Regions from separate parts of the Mustela erminea genome. Here region 1 is linked to region 2. Evidence: chromatin contacts called from public Hi-C data. All regions are on one chromosome and are shown on one strand. The core of a region is the stretch at or near the end of the contact, and the rest is flanking DNA. Distances in the headings are between cores, read along the strand shown. Region 1 has its middle 9.7 kb from the start of HSPB1. Region 2 holds the start of YWHAG (14-3-3 protein gamma).

Evidence for each region. A called contact is a pair of places that touch in the nucleus more often than the background predicts.
Region 1: a Hi-C map of fibroblasts shows a contact between it and region 2, with 1.9 times the contacts expected there. The contact joins the enhancer-like site here to the promoter of YWHAG in region 2. A contact is called at or near these places in 3 of 3 Hi-C or Micro-C datasets (fibroblasts, skeletal muscle and spleen).

What each region holds. Positions count from the first base shown.
Region 1 is chr20:33,462,532-33,465,292 of mMusErm1.Pri, forward strand. No RefSeq gene overlaps it. Among named protein-coding and RNA genes, the nearest start is that of HSPB1, 9.7 kb to the right of the region's middle. Within about 2 kb of position 1,455, the one cell type or tissue checked has open chromatin away from gene starts, as enhancers often do. A contact at or near this core is called in fibroblasts, where this site is marked.
Region 2 is chr20:33,426,286-33,429,237 of mMusErm1.Pri, forward strand. It overlaps YWHAG (14-3-3 protein gamma), which reads left to right and starts at 1,696. Exons shown (of 3, transcript XM_032327322.1): 1 at 1,696-2,015. The coding sequence starts at 1,929.

The DNA of each region.
Region 1 (2,761 bases), core at 205-2,704, 36 kb after region 2:
TTAGCTGCTTCTTCCTACAGTGATGGACTTTTCCCCTACTTACTCTTAGGGACCAAAAGAGTAATCAAACCCTTCTTCTTTTTCACTTAGCCTGAAGCTAGATTTTAGGAATGGGGTTTCAGTGGCTGGTGGGTTCCTTAAAGCCTGGTGGAAAATTCATTTTGGGTTCTGTTGAGTTTGTTATCAAAGCCTTCTGAAAGTCCTTGCCTCCCCAGATACAGAGGTATAATGTCATTATGGTTTACAGATGTTTTTGCCTTCTCCATTAGGAACCTGCTCAGTTTTGTTTTAACATTTTACTTATTTATTTGAGAGAGGGACACACAGTGAGAGGGAACACAAGCAGGGAGAGCGGGAGAGGGAGAAGCAGGCCCCCATCGAGCAGGGAGCCCTATGTGGGGCTCCATCCTAGGACCCTGGGATCATGACCTGAGCCCATGATGGCAGAGGCTTAACCACCGAGCCACCCAGGAGCCCCAAACCTCAGTTTCAAAAACCTGTCTTTTGGGGAGCATTGTGGGCCCTCGAAGATGAATTCTAAGTTGCAGAGGATTGCGTAGTGGGCAGACGAGGAGTGAAACCTATTCTCTTGCCCTAAATGAGGAGACTGGCTTAGAAATAGAGACAAGATTTCAGGAATAATGGCTAGGTAACCGGTATAAAGGATAAGCAGTTTATGGATGACGATTGCACACATTTTTAGGCGAGTCCCTTTCCACGTGATCTCCCCAAATTCTGTCCAAAATCAAGCAGCTGCTGCATCTGTCTTCTGAGCGAAAGGAGCAATAATAATTGGTCCCCGCAGTGTGTTAGGTAGGACTTAAGGTTTCTTTGCCTAGTGGTGACAGGGCCAAAATGAACCTGGACAGCAGAACCCAAAACGCCTTTGTCCATCCCTCACGACTCGCCCTCCTCCCCCAAATGCACCAGCGACGACTGGTCAGGCCACTCCTGTACCATTACCGGGGGTACCAGCCGGTTTGCTGGGCGCTGGAGCTGGGAGTAAGGGGGGGGTCCTCCACCCACCTGGGCACGGCCCCGCCTAGGCACTGCCCCTACCCCTACCCCCAACCCCGGCTCCCGCCCCGCGTTTCCTCCAGGCTCTGCTTCCTGCCAGCCTCTGGGCAGCCTCGGTGCCAGCACACGTGGGACACCCGTGCACGGGCTTCTCTCGGGTCACTTCCCATCCCAAACACCTGGGCCCTGCCCGCCTCGGTTCGGCGCAGGCACATGAGCGAGCCGCCCGGCCCTACGCGGGCGTGTGCACCCCGCAGGTGCTCGCCCCCACGCTCCCGCCACGGGACTACGGACAAGCCCGCGCCCTGAAGAACGCGCGGCCCTCACAAGCCGGGGTCGCGAAGGTTCCAGGACGGGCCAGGCACCCGGATGGGAGCTGGGCGGGACACGGCCCGCCTTCCAATCTCGGACAGTGGCGAGAACCAATCACAGGCCAGCCTGTCCCGCTCTTCCAATGGTCGGCCTGTTGCTAGCCCTGCGCCGGGATCTGCCTGCGCAGGCGCGCAGGCCCGATTCGCGCCCGCCGCGGGGCTGGGTCCTGCTCTTCCGCCCTGCCTCAGCCCGCCTCCGCTCTCCTCGGGCGCAGTTGTCCCCCTGAGGAGCCTGGTCTGGGCGCTGGCGGTGTTATCACGCCGTGTAGGCGGTTGGCCACGTCTCTGGGCGCCCGCTTTCCCTCCGAACCAGTGCCTGCCCCTCCGTTTCCGAACAGCCGGCGGAACCGCAACCGCCCGGAGCGGGCTTCCCGTGCGCCCGCCCCTGCGCAGCCCTCCCCTGCGAGCAGCCTGGGGGTGGGGGTGGGGGCTGCAGAGGAGGAGGCCGGGGCTCGGTGCAGCCTCCACCCTAACAGCAGTCGAAGGGGCTCGGGGAGGGAGGCGACTTGGGTCTGTCACACGGAGGCCCCATGGCCCCGTAAGCTGGCGTCGGGAAGCGCTGAAGCCGCCCCGGCCTCTTCCTGGCATTCCAGGCCTCGCCTGCCTCACGGCCCCGTCCTCCTGAGGGAGGGAGGGCCGGCTTCACCCCCCACCCCCCAAAGGCCCCCTGTCCCCCCTCACCGCTCCCAGCTTGGAACGGGTGGTGGCAGCCCAGGGCCGGCCCCAGAATCAGACGGCAGGAATGGTAGGGAGCGCGTGCGCCCCAATTTCTGCCCTAAGAGCTCCCCACACAGAACTAGGACACACTGAGGCCCTGGGGTCTGGGCGTTGGGGGGTTGGGGGGTAGGGTGAGCGAGGGGAGACGGGCAGGTCAGCTCCTGCTTACGAAGGTGACATTTCTGTCCCGCAGCCACGTCTGTCGTGTTCCAAGTGAAAGGGCTGTCTGTGTGGCAGGGTCTGAACTCGCGCCCTGCCGCGTCCCCGTGGTGTGGTGTGACCTCTCAAGTTCGCGGCCTTTCAGACGGACGGCTTCCCAGTTTCCGGATCTGTTAAGTGGGAATAATGCGGTCGACCTCATAAAAATGCCTGGCGTGGACCCGGTGTTTAGCGTGTGGTTTCGGCTCTGGTTCAGACTTCCCTTGTATTAGGAATCAAATCAGCTTCGCTTTGCAGAGGAGAAAACCAAGACTTAGTAACTTGCCCGACGTCCCACAGTTAGTAAGCGACCCAATGAGGACTAGATTTTATTTATTTATTTGACAGATCACAAGTAGGCAGAGGTGGGGGGGACGTTGGAGCGGGATTTGGGGCTGGATCCCAGCACCCTGCGATCATGACCTGAGCCAAGGCAGAGGCTCAACCCGCTGAGCCAC
Region 2 (2,952 bases), core at 446-2,945:
ATGCTGGTGGTGGGGAGAGCTATTTCCTCCCTAGAACCTCTCCTCCACTGAGTTCGTCCCCACTTCTGCCAGAGCAGGCTCCCTGAAGTGCATGCATTCCATAATTCATTTATTTCATATGTTCTACATATTTACTATGTGCCAGGTGCTGTGCTAAGCTCTGAGAAGGCAATGGTAATGAACACAGATGCAAATCTCATCATTTTCTGCCCCTCATTAAGATCTCTCCACAGGTTTCCTATTTATTTCAGGATAAAGTCTTCACTGCCTTGCCTGTCATTCGGGGCTTCTCAAGTTCTGGCTCCTGACTCCATCCCCGGTCCCACTACCCATCACTTAAGGCAACAAACACATTGGATTCTTCACCTAATGATAAATAAATGCTTCAGGGAGAAACCAGCCTCTGAGTCCTGCTGCCTGTAACCCCTTCATGCTCTCAAATGCTACACATCCTTTAAGAGACTCCTTCGTTCTAGATTCTCATACACAACCGTTCTTACCCTGTATTTTTTTTTAAAACTCCTTATCACTTCCTAACATACTCTACATACATATCCTTATATTACATATTTTGGGGGTGGTGTAGGGATTTTTTATTTTGTTCCTCGCTCTCCCCGCATTGCTTAGAACAGTGCTTGGAACACAGTAGGTGCTCAACAGATAATTGCTGAAAAAAAAATTAAGCAGATAAAACGTACAGTCAAAACTGTGGGTGTGTGAGCTACATGGGATGTGGAAAAGGGAAACATAGGAGCAAGAATTTGCCAGCCTGACCTCTGTGCATAAGTCCTAGGTGGGGAGGGAAGGGTCGGTTAACCCTCAGATACAACCTCGCGTTAAGCATGCAGTAGGCTCTGGGCAACAGAACTTAATCTTTGACACCCCACCCTGGAGAGGAAGGATCTCCCCACGGGTCAGCCTGCGGACAGCTGCATCCTTTCTGTAAATCAACCAGAATGCCTGGCCAGTATTTGTCTTTCCATGTTTTCATCCCTTCGGGTCCACGAACCTCAACGTGGGTATGGGGAAACAGAACCTTGTGGGGGAGGGTGACAGTTTAGCTCCCAATATTAAGCTCCTTAATTCAATGCATCCCGCAGCGGGACACTACCCTGGCCTGTCTGGATCTGCGGCGGACGCGCGTCCTGTCCTCTGTCCCTCCCCGGCCTGGCTGCTACTTTAGCTCAGAGACGGGGGCCAGGGCTGAGGTCCTGGCCCCCTCCCCTCGTAATTTCCCGGAGAATATGGGGCGGGGCCGTGAATCAGCACTCGCTCTGACTGATGCAGCCTTAGTCCCCGCCAGGGGTCCCCAGTGGCCGCGGAATTAGACCCCCCCCCCCCACCTTCGCCACCGCTCACGCGCTATGACCATTGGGAGTTGTAGTCCTGACCGCCCCTTTGTCCTTGATTTCTCCAGCGTATCACCCCACTGCTGGGTGAACTACAACTCCCAAGGGCCCACGCGCCGGGCCTGACAGGGCGGAGGTGTGAGGGGGTAGTGTGTAGGGTAGTCCGGAGAAACTGGGGCGCAGGAATCGGGGCGAAGTGAGGAACGGGGAGCCCTGGCAGAGGGTCGGTGGAAGAGGGGGACGCCCAGAAAAGGGCCGCGAGCTCAGCTGGGGAGGGGAAGCCCGAGAAGCGGAAGGGCCGGGGCGGGGCCGGGGCGGGGCCGGTGGCGTCACGCGGCGTGGGCGGGGCCGCAGGGGGTTGTCCGCCCGCGGCACGCACAGCAGCCGCAGCCGCCTCGCGCCCGGTCCCGCGGTCGCAGCTCCAGCCATAGTCTCCGCGCCGCCGCCGCCGTCGTCGCCTCGGCTGCTCGCTTCGTGGGTCGGCCCCTCCGGCACACGGGCTCCAGTCGCGCCGCAGCCGCCCTCCGAGCCCTTCAGGTCGCCCCGGTCTCCTCACCCGGCCCGACCCAGCCCGCGAAGATGGTGGACCGCGAGCAACTGGTGCAGAAAGCCCGGCTGGCCGAGCAGGCGGAGCGCTACGACGACATGGCCGCGGCCATGAAGAACGTGAGTTTCTCCTCCCCTCCCCCCGCCTCGCCCCAGTCCCTTCGCAGACACCGGTCTTCGCGTGGACGGCCCGGGGACTAGTCGCCAGTCGCGACTGCAGCGTTGACCGCCCCTCCCCACCCACTCGCGGGGCTGGGGAGGGCCCCGACAGCGATAGGGACTCGAGCTGTGACGCGGCCTCTCCTCGAGCGTCCCCCAGGGCCGGCGGCGCTGCCTCGTAGGCCCTCCCCGGGCTCGGGCTGGAGCGGGATCTTGCAGGGCTGGTCTCGGGATCGGGGTCCCTGGCCCCGTGTCTCCGGGTCCGCTGGGGACCTGAGCGGGGGCCGTGAACATCCTTTGTGCCCCACTTCCCCTCCTCCCAGCCTGGGCGTGGGGGCGGGGGACCGCATGGATGCGGTTCCTCTTTCTCTCCCCGGTGTCTGGGCGGCGCCTTTCCCATTCACTCATCAGGTCTCCGGGTTTTCTAATACTGCCCCCCCCCCCCCCCCCCCGCCCAAAGATCTTCCCCACTGCCTCTCCTGATGGATCCTTTAGAACCTATCCAGGAAAAATGTAGGCTCTCCTGAAACCCTGGGCTCAGTGGTGCCAAACCGAAACCTCCTTGCTGCTCTCACGTTTTTCTTAACAAAAGGCTCCTCTTTCTCTATACCCCAAAGCAAGTCCTCTTGCAATTTAGGCAAGGGGAACGTAGGTCTCGCCGGCTTTTTCATTGATCGTTCACGACATGCCCTCTCCATTTCCCCCTAATTTTTCTTGTATTTAAAAGGGTAGGTAATTGTCTTTAAAATAAAGGTTATGCATTTAGCCGACTGGTTCAATTTGTGACACATGCGGTTTCTTTTTTAAATATAGGCACACATCTGTTGAAATGCCTATAAGTTGAAAAAATATTCTTTCTGATCTGATGTTGCAAACAAAGCAGTGGTGGGAGGCAGTA